2 separate regions of the Rattus norvegicus genome follow, and region 2 is linked to region 1. A link is a contact called in public Hi-C data. All regions are on one chromosome and are shown on one strand. The core of a region is the stretch at or near the end of the contact, and the rest is flanking DNA. Distances in the headings are between cores, read along the strand shown. Region 1 overlaps Suclg2 (succinate-CoA ligase GDP-forming subunit beta). Region 2 holds the start of Suclg2 (succinate-CoA ligase GDP-forming subunit beta).

Region 1 (6,599 bases), core at 2,885-5,384:
TTACTTCAAAATGTCCATTGTAGCTACAATGTAAAAAAATATCACCCATAGGCTCTTGTTTCGCTACTAAGCCTGCAATTGTTGCGGCCATTTTGGAAAGCTGTCAATCTTGTGGAGGCAAAACCTGAGAAGACAAAGCAGACCTCTTGAGGTTTTATAGCCCAGCCTCCCATATCTATATCGGAGGTCTCAGCACAGTCAGGAAGTGTAGCATAGTCTAGCAACATATTTGGTAAAAGTGAGCCTGTGGCTCCTGTCAATCTGGCAGTGTCGAGAACATGGACACTGTGGAGTTCTGCCAGATTCGTTGTCTTGGCTCTCTGTAGGCAATCGCAGTGACAATGACACACGCACTTCCTTTCTTATTTACTATCAGTCTGTTTCATTTTAAACCTACAATTCTAGCATCTCCTTTCAAATGTTATCAATTTCCTCTCAGAACAACAGAATTCAACACCAGAAACCATACGGTCCCTCGCTCTAGGGAGACTCCTCTCTGAGGAGGAACCTGCCCGCTCCCTTGCTCTGGCTCACTCACTGAGTGAGCTGCTGCCTCAACGCTAGGGCCCTGCCTCTGCCTTGAAAAGGCAGGGTAAGGAAAAGCAAAAGACCAACTTTACTTCTGTGTTCTTTTTAAATCCCTAAAACAAAGTCACCCCTTCTTGGACAAGTCTAGTAAATCACCTTTCACCGCTCTGTCCACACACATCACTGAGCATGGTAGGGGCTCTGCCAAGACTAGCAAGATAAAACTGAGCCCCGAGGCTGTTGGCACATTCTAATCCTTCTAGTGTCCAGAACCACACTGCCCCACAAAGCAACTACTGACACAGGGTCTGCTGAACATCTGACCTGAGACTGTGTGAAATGAATGTGCTATCGTGTAAGCTAAACACAGGATCTGTGACAGTTCAGTCTGTGGACATCTCATTTGTTAGAATACTCACCAGCATGATGCACAGGGCGCAGGGCTTGAGTCCTGGACCACGTGAGCCAGAGATGATGCTACATGCCTATAATCCTACCACTCTGGAGGCAGACAGGAACAAGTCCAAGGATATCCTCAGCAACAGAATTACTTTAAGGCCAGCCTGGGCTACATACACTATCTTAAACAAACACAAAACAAAACCAAAATGCTAAACTAATGAACAAAAAACAAGGAAAAGAAAGAAAAGAAAAAGAAGAAAAATACTAATAACTTACCAGTCTCATGATAAAAATGATACTAACTGGGTATATTAGATATAATGTATTATCAAAATTAATATTACCTATTACTTTTTTCTTTTCAAAGACTACTATAGAATTTAAATATACTGTGTGGTTTCCATTTTATTCATACTAAATAATTTAATCCAAGTAGCAATAGGAGAATCTTTACCACATCACACAGAACCGTCACTGGAAAGAGGAGAGCAGGACCTGATTCTCCCCCACCCAGGGCTGGAGTACAGCTGTCATCATCACCACAAGGAGTGAGAGCCTGAAGACAGTGACGGGCGGGAAACAGCTCTGCTCTATAGCTAGAGAACCAGAGATGCAGAGAGGAGAAGGACTCCATACGCAATTAGAACTGGATTAAAACTAAACGCTGCTCTTGGCCAGGCTCCACCAGCGCATATCTGTGATGTCAGCACTCATGGACTACACAACATGGCCTACCCCTTGTCCTCTTCCAATCACTCATCCCAGTTTTTCAGGGGTTTCTAGAAGGAAGCTACTCTCATGTCTAATCTACCAGCACTATTTCTTCCCACAACTAAGCCATAGCTAATAGAAGAAGCCACCAAGAAATCATGAGAGAAATTTCCAGAAGGTGACCCCATGTGCTGCTATCTCAAGAGAAAAAAATCAAGTTTTCCTAAGTTAAGTGTTCTGCTTTTGCAATTCAAAATTCCCATCCTGGTAAGATAACCCAGGTAAGATAGCCCAGGTAAGATAAAGGAACAGAAATGGGAGCCCTGTCCTGTCTTCAGTGGTGGAAGTTCCGCCCCCTGAAACAACTCACTCAGTCGCTTGGCTGCTTCCTGAGCCTCCTTAGCAGTGCTGGCGACAAAGAACCTCTGCACTCTCACTCCGTGCTCTGACATGAGCTTCTTGCTCTGGTATTCCTGCAGGTTCAGCCATCTCCTGGGGGTTAAGTGACCTGCCTAGGGAGAGAAGAGAGAACACTTAATAACGAGAAGAAGAGCACCGTCTTACCAGTCCTATCCACCAGCCAGGAGCAACATGCAGCTTAAAGAGACAATCTAAATAAATCTGACATGATGCTTTTTTAATCAAAAATGTCAAAAAAAAAGTACAGAGACAGAGAGACAGAGACAGACAGAGAGAGAGAGAGAGAGAGAGAGAGAGAGAGAGAGAGAGAGAGAACAACGAGAGAAGGGTTGGGGAGAGGGGCATGGTAATAGAAGAGAGACTGGGCTGGAAAGATGAGGAAAATCACTGGGAGAGGGAGGGGCAAGAGAAGGTAATAAGGAGTAAAAGATTAAAATACATTATATACATAAATAAAATGTCACAATGTGATCCCACATTACATTTTCATACTATTAAGTACCTACCTAAGAAAACTATAACACATGCAAGTCTGGGTATTAACATACCTTTAAGTGAAAATCTTTCATTTTGGGATGATAATGGTCCCTCCTAGAGCCAAAGACCCCTGCAATGAACAAAACCCCTACCCCAGCATAGAAGCCCCTTCCGAGGTGCTGATCAGCATGGATCAAGAGGCTGCAAACACTGGAGGCTCTTGCTCTAGCTATTGCCCTTGGTTGGCCCTAGAAGGGGAGTAAATAAATGCCCACTGCTGGAGACACCATGCACTTCAGATACAAAGCCTGGAACCTCCGAGCTGGAACTGACCTGAGTGCCTCCTCCTGAGGGTAGCTTTCATGGTACCACAAGAAATCATGAAGTGCTCCAGAGGAAGAAAGCAAACAGTCTTCCCTGGCTATGGCACCTATGAACCACAACGTGACAAGATAATCCTAAGGGCAGTAGCGGCACACAGACTTTGGCAGTAACCAACAGTCCTCTAATTATAGGTGAGACTTGCTCAACAAGAGGGAAATTATGTTTAGTGCTAGAAACCTCGTCAACTGTCCAGGGCTAGTGACATCATAGACCCTGGACGAGAATCTCCAACCAACACCTTATAAAGCAGCACAACTCCTGACTACATTCTAAACATTTATTCTTAGGACCAGAGAGAAGTGTCGTCCTCATCCCTCATCAAGGAAACTTCTCTTTGTGAGCAGACCTCTCCAAAAAAACACAACCAATCAAAATGAGCTGTGAAGCCCAGTCCCAATGGATTCATTTACAAAACAACTCCCTCACCTTAGGTTTCAGAGTCAGTGCAGAAGAAAGCCAAAAACACATTCTCTGAGGATCAGGGAATTTGCTAAGATATCCTGTCTCCTAGCAATGTCAGAAGCTACACCCAAAAACTCTCAGCAACAGGACCTCCTAAGCAAAAGCTGGACAAGAATAGCCACAACAGACATGCTAATGTGGGCGGGAGAAAGCCTAAGAGACCTACACAAAGAACTACTGGCAGTTAAGGAATGCTGAGCTCTGGAGAAACAGTCTTCTGCAGATAAGAGCACCAATTGGATAGCGGATACCCAACAGTCAGTCCTGAAAACATATATACAAGTAACATTATACAGAGTAAGCAGGTTGTCTTTACGAATATATATATATATGTATGTGTATATATATATATATATATATATATATATCAGCAATATTAATGGAAGAAGCAACCATGAATTAGAAACAGAGCAGGGAGTGTTTATGGAAGGATTTGGAGAGAGGAAAAGGAAGGGAAAATGATGTAATTGTGTTATCTCAAAAAACAAATAAATGACATTTAACTGTCATAGCGAGACTCTTATAGATGTTAATTTTAACCCTCAAGATGGTAAAACCAGAGTAAGTCCAATAGCTTAGGTACAGAAAGACATCTGGTAAATGTCTGGTTTTAGCATTGTTCTAGAATTGTGTCAGATGCCCACATCAGAGGAAGCAGTCAGGCGAAGGATCATGGGACTGTACTGGGTGTTTCATTTCATTTTCACTGTAGCTTTCTGTGAGCTGGTTAAGTTCGTGCAGATCAGAAGTTATTCTGGAGAAACCAGCTCTGCCTCCCTCCCTCACAGGCACAAACAGGGAAAGCTCATTGCTGTGTCTTAACAACTAATATAAACCATTAACCAGACTCAGGAAGTCGTTCGAGAAATATTAACAACTCTAAGAGGTCATGGAGCCGCAGACTAATTCACTGCTTTCTTTTGCTTTTAAAAGATTTTTCTAAATGTGTATTATGTGAGCTTGTGCGAGTGTGAGTTTCTGTGGACCAAATGTGTGCCGGTGCCTGTGAGAGTCAAGGGTGTCAGCCACTGGGACTGAAGTGACAGCCAGGTGTTTGTGAACCATGTGATATGGACGCCGGGGACTGAACTCAGGTCACCTGCCAGAGCCGTGCATGCTCTTAATGGCTGAGCACTCTTCCCAGCTCCCAAGTCTCTCCTTAATTTTAGTTTCTAATGGAGTCTAGGTAGGTGTTTTGAAGGATGAGATCTCGCTCATATACCAATACTGAGCACAGTTACTTGAGAGTCCTCATTACTGCACTACCATTCAGCGGCAGTCGGATATTATGCAATCTTGCTTAAGATTCCAATATAAGTGGGTTTTTTTCCAAAATGCACTATGAATTACTTTTTAATTTATGTCAAAAGAACATAAAGAACAAGATGACAACCAGTAAATTACTTTTGTATTTTATCCAGTAATATCAACAGCATATCCTACCAAAACTATAAATCTCATTTTCAATGAAAAAGGAATACATTTAGTTATGTTTACACCCATGAGTCATAATGTAAAGGAACTTACAAGAGATGATTATCCATTAACACAAATTAAATGTTTAATCATAGCTGGATTTCAAAGCTGGCAGAGTGAAAAATAACCTCATGTCCAAACCCTAGCTTCTACCGTGGTCTCCACGAATGTCCAAGGCAGCGTCAGACTGAGCACACTGCTGAGGCCTAAGGGCTGTGCACGGGAGTTTCAATCACTTTCAGAATCTCTAAAGTGTCCTTAAAATATCATCTCCTGTAACTGCCAAACGAGGAGGCATTCATGAACTCTCTCAAACAGGGGGTCCACTGAGGCTCACAGGTATGTCCAACCTCAGACTGCTGACTGCGTGTACCCCAGAATTGCTATGAATATGCTCCAATACATTTGTGGAACACGGTGTGGCACTGCAATGTCAAAAGGTTGGACACCCCTGATAGATCCTTACAGAAAGATGAGCTTCTACTCAAGGGTAGCGTGCTCTAAACACACTTTCTGACATCCTTAGGAGAATATCTTACTTGTCAGATAGAAAATACCAAAAACAACTCAGTGAGATGGGCAAAGGAATAAACCCCACCTTTTGTTCCCAATACAAAGAATGTTCCAGTTCCAGAAACTGCCTACCTCTAAACTAGAAAGGCAATAAACTTGAAATAAACATAATTCACATACACTTATAAAGTATTCAAGCTTTGACATGATCAAGCCTAAAAATAGCTCCTCCCACCCATCTATATACGTTAATATATATTGTATATTAATATAATTATTTTTATATTACTTACAATGTTAATATTGAAATTGATTATAATTCTTCTTTAAAAACTGAATAATAATTGGATAAAATCCAATGCAGGACAAACAATGCTCACACCATCTACTTTTTAGTACTTTATAATCTTACTTCTGACTTCCTAAGTCTTAATGAAACATTAGTAACTTAACACAAATTTGACAAATGAACACACTCAAAGCCTTAATAGTCTGTTGCATTCCACACAAGATTCCACGAAAAACATGAGTGTAAGGTATTTAGTAAAAGCCATCTAAAGAAAAAAAAACATTAAATGTTACACACATGTCATTATCAGGGACTGCTTTTAAAAGGCAAATGGGAAGAATCAATAGATTAGGCCTATGTTGACATACCAATTTAAAGCCATTAACCAAAGAAGAAAAAGTACAGTTTGAAAAGCACATTTGAGAGAAACTAAAAACAGCTACCGCGTGGTCACGGTCAATTCCTTTTCATTAGACTACTGGCCGTATTAATTTCAGATATGTTAATGCAATCTGCTGCAAACTAATTGCAATTGATCCAGAGACCAGCATCAAAGACATATAATACATATTGACTGCTTCTACATTGACCCAAATGAATGCCAGCTTAAAGTCGCTTGCTCTTAAATTGAAAACCAAGACACTGAGACTTGCAAGGCCTGTGTTAAGGCCCTGTCTATTACTCCACAAAGTAACCCTCTTACAGGAGCATCAGATGACTGTGCTCAACCAAAGACTTGGAAGGGCAGGGTCCATGACTACATCTCAACATCTCTAAGTCATCTCCACTTCTTAACAACTGGTGCTGGGCTGAGTTGGTAGCGCAGTTGGCGAAATGTTTGTTGTACAAGCATGAAGACCTGAGTTCAGTCCCACAGCTCAGGAGAAGCTGCAAGGTAGCATGTGCTTAATAATTCCAGAGGTGAAAACAGGCAGAA
Region 2 (6,599 bases), core at 1,613-4,112, 56 kb after region 1:
TTGGGGATTTAGCTCAGTGGTAGAGCACTTGCCTAGCAAGTGCAAGGCCCTGGGTTCGGTCCCCAGCTCTGAGAAAAAAAAGTCAAAACAGTGAAGCCAGAGGCAGAAGTTTAAAATAAAAAGAGAAACTGCAATGACATTAACCATGAAAACTCTGTGTCAACTGTTAACATTAACCCAAGGAGGGATGTTATTCTGTGGATACTTCTGTGAAACAAGCTAAAGTTGCTTCCAGAAAGTGGGTCTTTTACCTTGGCCTGCCCACCTGTTTTGTTTTGCTTTCACAAGGCTTGTGCAAAGTAGGTCGAGGCCGAGAGTGCCAACAGATTCCTAAAATACTTAAAGATTCCAAAGTTTGGTGGGAAAAATGAACCATGCTTACTTAACTGTAGTGGCTGCTACGATCCAGGAATAGGGGCCCAGCAAGAGAAAGGAGTAGAGCTGGTACGAAGACATAGTTCCTTAAAGTCACAGGCGGTATTACCTACTCACATTGTCAACTCTAAGATGTTCCCACAAGAACTGTGTCAGTGGCACTAGTGACTCGCTAACCGTTTCTACTCGTGGGCAGACTGATTTACCCAGAAAAGGAGCATTCGCCGGATTCTACTCTGGTAGAGTGGGAACGTGAAGTAAACCTACTCATCAGCTCTGTCTCAAACGCTCTGTAACCCTGAACAGGGCAGTGAACTTCTCAGGGCTGGACTTTTCTACACAGGACCACCTGACCGTGAGCATGGCTCAGGTCTTGGACATGTTACAATGCACACTTATTGCTCTTGCAGAGGATCCAGGTTCAGTCCTAGCGGATGCTATAGTTCACAGCCATCAGTAACTCAAGTTCCAGGAAGTACTGGTCACCACCCTCAGACTTTCACAGGTCTAGGGCTCGCTAGTAAGACCCAAACAAAAACTAATCACACACACACACACACACACACACACACACACAGAGACAGAGAGACAGAGAGACAGAGAGACAGAGACAGAGAGAGACAGAGACAGACAGAGACAGAGACAGACAGAGACAGAGACAGAGAGAGACAGAGAGACAGAGAGACAGAGAGAGAGACAGAGAACAGGCTGAACGAACAGGCTGTCCTGGAAGTCACCCGTCTCCTTCTAGCACTATCTACCTTACTTCCCTGAGACAAGATATCTCTCTCTAAAGTGGAACCTCACCAATTCTTGGAACCCACAAGTCTCTTCCTCCCGGTGCTGGGTCACAAGCTCACACGGGTTTGCCTGTTTTTGTTTGTTTGTTTGTTTGTTTGTTTGTTTTTGTTGTTTTTTTTTTTTTAACATGGGTGAAAGGAATTCCAGCTAAGACTCTCAGGCTTGGGGAGGAAGTGTTCTTCCCGCCAGAACCACCTCCAAACTCTACGAGGCCTGATGTTCCCATAACAATAAGTAACATACAAGTATGTAAACAGTGAACATTGCCCAATGTAGGTAAGAGGTCTCTCACCCCTGCTTGCCAGCCGGACTCTCCCATGTATGACAAGGTTTCCACAACTTGGATAGGGAAGATGACAACATAGGTCAGCTAAGCTCTCTGTTTTAGGTTTCTCTGGGCAATCATTTCTTACTCTTATGATTTTCAGTGCCTGGGCTCCATGTTTCTCATCAATTCAAATCTAAGGCAACGGCACCCCAGCTCTCTTGTTCTTCACAGCACTTAAGAGAGTGAATAGGCTGTAGATCGCCCAGAGAGCTCTACACTACTGTAGCAGGTATCTGTGAGTTTAATTAGACAAACCACCACCCTCCTCCTTCACCCACCACACTGCCAAGTGCCCGTTAAGGACATTACAGTAATAAGTATTAGCACCTCTTAAATTCCCATTAACAATAACAAGAGAGATGGAATGTCAGGTAACGAAAAGAAAGAAAAACCTTCACAGATGTCATAATTAAGCAAAGTTTAGAGTAACTCAAAAAAATTCATTAATAAGTTATTTCTTTTTCGTAGTGCCCTAGGCACGCCTTGGTTAAAATGTAGCGATTTGCTGCTCATTGAACAGGAAAGCTTTTCTTTGGGGGGTTGAGGGGGGTTAGCTAAAGACAGTAGGACGATAAGTGGTTGCGTGGCTTCTCCAAGTGTCAGGGCCAACTCACAATCTCCCCTCCAAAGGCCTCACTCTACTGAGATGCTCGCAAATGGAAGAAGGTAAATTCCACAGGAGAGCAATGTGGAGGAACTGCTCCCGGTCCAACTTAAGTCTCCAGGAGGCATGGACAAAGTGGGTAGGCAGTTTTCACACAGGCCATTCAGAGAGGAGGACTAGACTCCCACTTTCCTCCCGGACCCTTACAGGTCCCCACAGACAAGCACACAGTGGGCACAAGCGACACCCCGCGGGGTTGACTCTGGTAGGTGAGCTGCCTCGGGAGCCTGGGAAGCCAGCACGTGGCCGGCCGAGCAAGCTCAGGCTTAGAGCCGCCCCCAGGAGAGCCAGTAAGCGGCTGGGAAACCTCTGCCTTCCAACAGTGCGCCGAACTTTTCGGAACTCGCCCCCAGCTCGGGGTTCCAGTGCCCTGCACGGCTGAGGGGAGCGGTTAGGACGACCAGGGTCGTAGGGTGTGTACCCAGACCCCCGCGATCCCCGACACCTCCCGCGGGAGGCGAGCAGGGTCGTCCAGCAGCTCGGACGCCGCACAGCCGGCCGAGCCGCGGGGAGCACGGGGTCGCCAGGGGTCGCGCAGGGCGAAGAGAACGCAGAGCATGGGGCACCACAGCGAGTGGCTCACGTGGTCCCGGCCGCGCTCACCTGGGACCTGACCGCCAAGAGTCGGGGCCGCAGCGATCGCTCTCGCAGAAGCTTCCCGGCCTGGGCCGCGATGGCCACCGCGGACGCCATCTTAACCAGGAACCTGAGGAGAGGCCGCGAGGGGGCGGGAGGGGGCGGAGAAGGGAGCGGGCCGGGGCCCAGGCCCGGAGAGGGAGCGGGCCGGGGAGGGGCGGGGGAGGAAGAGAGGGGCGGGACAGAGGGCGGGTAAGAAAGCGGGTGCAGAAGCGAGCAGGGGGTGAGGGAATTGAGAAAAAGAAAGGAAGGAGAAAGGTGGTGAAGAGAGTGGAAGGACCCACCCACCCACTCCCCACCATGTTACCCCTATCCCCACCGCCTTCACCACCTCACCCCAAGGCCATGTGGCTTCTCAGAGCTTACTGCACCTAGCCTGGCTTTCAGGCAAAAGCAGATCTCAGCCCCAAGGACGCTGATTTAAACTGGTCCTGGAAATGATAAATGACACATTGACACTTGCAGTGAGGGTTGCTAGGTCTGGCCCTAGGAACTGATAACCACCATCAGAGGACATCTCTTGGAGAGAGTAATATTCCAAGGGAAGGAATTAGGACCACAATTCTTGGGCTGTGTGGGGCTGGTGACAGTTGATGAAGCACACATGTCGTGTGTGTGTGTGTGTGTGTGTGTGTGTGTGTGTGTGTGTGTGTGTGTGTGTGTGTGTAGAGTTACAGTAGAATGGCCAGAACTGGCTTGCTTGCTACATGCGTGCTAGGGATCTAAATGCCAGTCCTCACGCCTGCACAGCAAGCCTTTTCCCAAGATCAAGTGTCTGCTGATGGCAACGGTGTGAATCTATGGTTGTTCCATATATGCATGGATCTTGTCAGAACCTATGTAATTTTACGGCTCCCCTCCTCACCTCTCCACATGTCTTTTTATTCCTTTGTATCAATGGATTGGAGCTGTTATCTGAAGGGGGCATGGGGTAAGCTACATTTTTGAAGTAAAAACTCAGAGCAAATTGAGTTGATTTTAGCTATGGGCATCTGTATGTGGGGAGAGAGGTCTCCCAAGAGACCTAGAATGCCAGGAATGTCAGGCTAAGCAGAATAGGGATTTGGGTCAGCAGTCCAAAGACAGAAAGGAGACATAGTTAGGAACAGCAGCCTGAGGGGAGAAACTTCTGGGACGCACCTTATCTCACAGATTATTGTCCCCATCTCTTTATCACTTCAGCACATGTCAGCTTTCCTGGGCAGGATGGGGTGGGGAATGGAGTCTTGTGCCCACATTATTGACAAACCCATCTAGATTAACGTTTAAGGATGTTTGGACAGTTTGGGCAGTGATTTCTCTAGCCTAGGCCAAAAGTACAACTCAGAATCTATTCTCTTGGCCAAGAGGATATAGCCTGCCCTTAGGGTGCTGCAACAAAGCCCTGGTACTGCCATCATCTTCCTCCCTTTCCCTGTGGTATTGGAAACATTAAGGAAGAGCAACTGTGCCGCTCTCCTTTCTCCCAATCAGCTAATCTGAGGATCCAATGCTGAGCCCATCCTCAGTGATCTCCAAGCTGAGCTACCTGAAACAGAAGCTTGTCATACACAGACGACCGCATATGCAACTGCTTCCAGCTGCCACTCACTCCTCACTGGAACTCTGGGGAGGAGGTCCTATAGTCCTGTCCTATATATTCCTATACAGTCCTCCTGTGCCCAGACAGAACTGGGCAGCTAAGAGTTCCTCAGCTTGTGGCATTTGCACAGCTCTCCATATCTCCTAGTGCTCCCAAGGTCACGCAGCTGGGGATCAGAATCCCCCCAGAGCTGAAGTGTCACCACTCTGACCTGAGTGGATCTGAGTTTCCATCTCATCCCATAACCTTTGCGGGTTCACTGAGTAGGAGCAGAGCCCATCACCACCTAAGTATAGAGTAATGAGCAAGGACGGGAGAATAGGGGCATGCAAACAAGGTTTATTGGAAAGTAAAGAAACTCCTGGCTGGCATTGGGAGGGAACTCAAGCAAGAGTCGGTTGCCAAATAGCTCTTGGTCAGAGGTTCTTTTGTGTTCTGGAAACAGATCAATTTGGTCACACGAGTATGTAAAGTGGACATCCAGTCGGAATGAACCTGACTAATTTGGCTGTACTCTGCTTGTGGCATTGAATAGAGGAGCACAGACTCTAAAAAGAAGCCGATCATCAAGACTTGGTGGGTGGAAAAGCCCACCAAGAAGCTGCAGGCTGGAGGAAGGCTCGTGATGTAAAGAGAACAAAGGCTGAGTGGTAGCTAAAATCCAGGTAAGTCGGGACTCCCTGGACTTCCACTGTTTACTTCACTGTGAAACGTCACTATTTTCAGATCCAACTACGAGTCCCACCAGTACATATGACATTGTTGTTTTCCCTGAGCATTTAATATTGTAGAATGTGGTTCCCTTGCTTCTGATTGTTGTCATTACCCTTACGAGACCATTATCACAGGAAGGATGAATCAGAGGGGCATTTTTAATGAAGCCTTAGGACGTGGCTCAGTAGGTAGAACACTTGTCCGGCAGGCATTGAAGTTCAGGGCTTGATGCTCAGCACTGTACAAATCAACCATCATGGTGGCCACACCTGTAGTCCCAGAGCCTGGGAGGTGAAGGCAGGAGAACCAGAAGTTCAAGGTCATTCCATTGCTAGTGGAAAGTTTAAGGCTAGCCTGGGATACAAGAGACCGTGTATCAGAAAGTAAACCAGCAGAAGTATTTTTGTTACTATTTGCAAAATGGATGCTTAAACTTTGTGAGAGCTGTGGATGTGCTACCAGAATTACCAACAGCCAATTCAAGCCCACATTGCTAAGCTAGGAACTTGGGGGCGGGGTGCAGGGTATGTAGCTGAGAGTTAGAGTGCATATTAGTTTCTTTCCTGTTGCCGGGATAAAATACCACAACTAAAAGCAACTTAAAAAGAAAGGGTTTTATTTTGGCTCATGCCCTAACGGGTTAGAGTCCATAGTTGTGGGGAATGTAGGATATGTGTATGAGCAGGAGGTTGTCTGATCGTATTTTATCCACACAGAAAGCACAGAAAGCTGGGGGTGGGGGGCAGGCAGGAAGTAGAAGGATACTATAAAAAATCCAAGCCCACCCTTAGGGAAGGTATTTCCCCCAGCAATGCAGCACCTCCTAAAGATTCCATAGTCTTCCCAAACAGCACCCCAACAGGGGACCAAGTATCCAAACACACACACGTCTATGGGAGGCATGTCTGTGTCAAACCTCCATGGGATACTTGCCTAGCACACTTTAGTGCCCTGTAGTCAACCCATAGCACCACAATAAAACAAACAAATAAATGTGACTATACTTCCGTGTGTTTGCTTTGGGGTTGGTGGGGATAGAGAGCAGGATTGAGTCAGAGCGTAGTGGATTCTAGGCTACTTTTCCACTGAGTGCTTTGTAAAGATAGATCAGGCCCTCCAGACAGCTGGTGAGAGAGAAGTACTTCTCTAACAAATAAAAACAAACAAATGCTCTCCCAGAAGGGAATATTTGAAGGAGGAAAGCATTCTGGTTGGTGTTTTTATGCCCTGGGAACACGGTGGACCGGTTCACCATCCACTGATGCATAGCTGGGGTTTGTAGGCAGGATAGTGGCCTTACTTACATGAGTTCCATTTCAGTTAGAAGACTGACCCTCATTTATGGAACTCCATCATTTATCAGCAGTTCCTCAGTGCCATTACCCACATTCTCCCAGATCACCGTTTGGGCCACAAGGGGTGGGAGAAGAAAGAAGAAACTAACCACTCTTAGGGTATCTACGAATGTGTGATGTAATAGACAGTGCTCATTGAGTGCC

What was found. Hi-C and Micro-C count contacts between places; a contact is called where the count stands out from the background.
Region 2: a contact with region 1 is called in a Hi-C map of kidney, with 1.9 times the contacts expected there. The contact joins the promoter of Suclg2 here to the enhancer-like site in region 1. A contact is called at or near these places in 2 of 12 Hi-C or Micro-C datasets (kidney and liver).

Annotation. Positions count from the first base shown.
Region 1 is chr4:129,833,742-129,840,340 of GRCr8, forward strand. It overlaps Suclg2 (succinate-CoA ligase GDP-forming subunit beta), which reads right to left. Exons shown (of 11, transcript NM_001100750.1): 2 at 2,012-2,153. Among named protein-coding and RNA genes, the nearest start is that of Suclg2, 57 kb to the right of the region's middle. Within about 2 kb of position 4,135, at least 5 of the 93 cell types and tissues checked have an H3K27ac peak or open chromatin away from gene starts, as enhancers often do. A contact at or near this core is called in kidney and liver, where this site is marked.
Region 2 is chr4:129,891,075-129,897,673 of GRCr8, forward strand. It overlaps Suclg2 (succinate-CoA ligase GDP-forming subunit beta), which reads right to left and starts at 2,863. Exons shown (of 11, transcript NM_001100750.1): 1 at 2,772-2,863. The coding sequence starts at 2,861.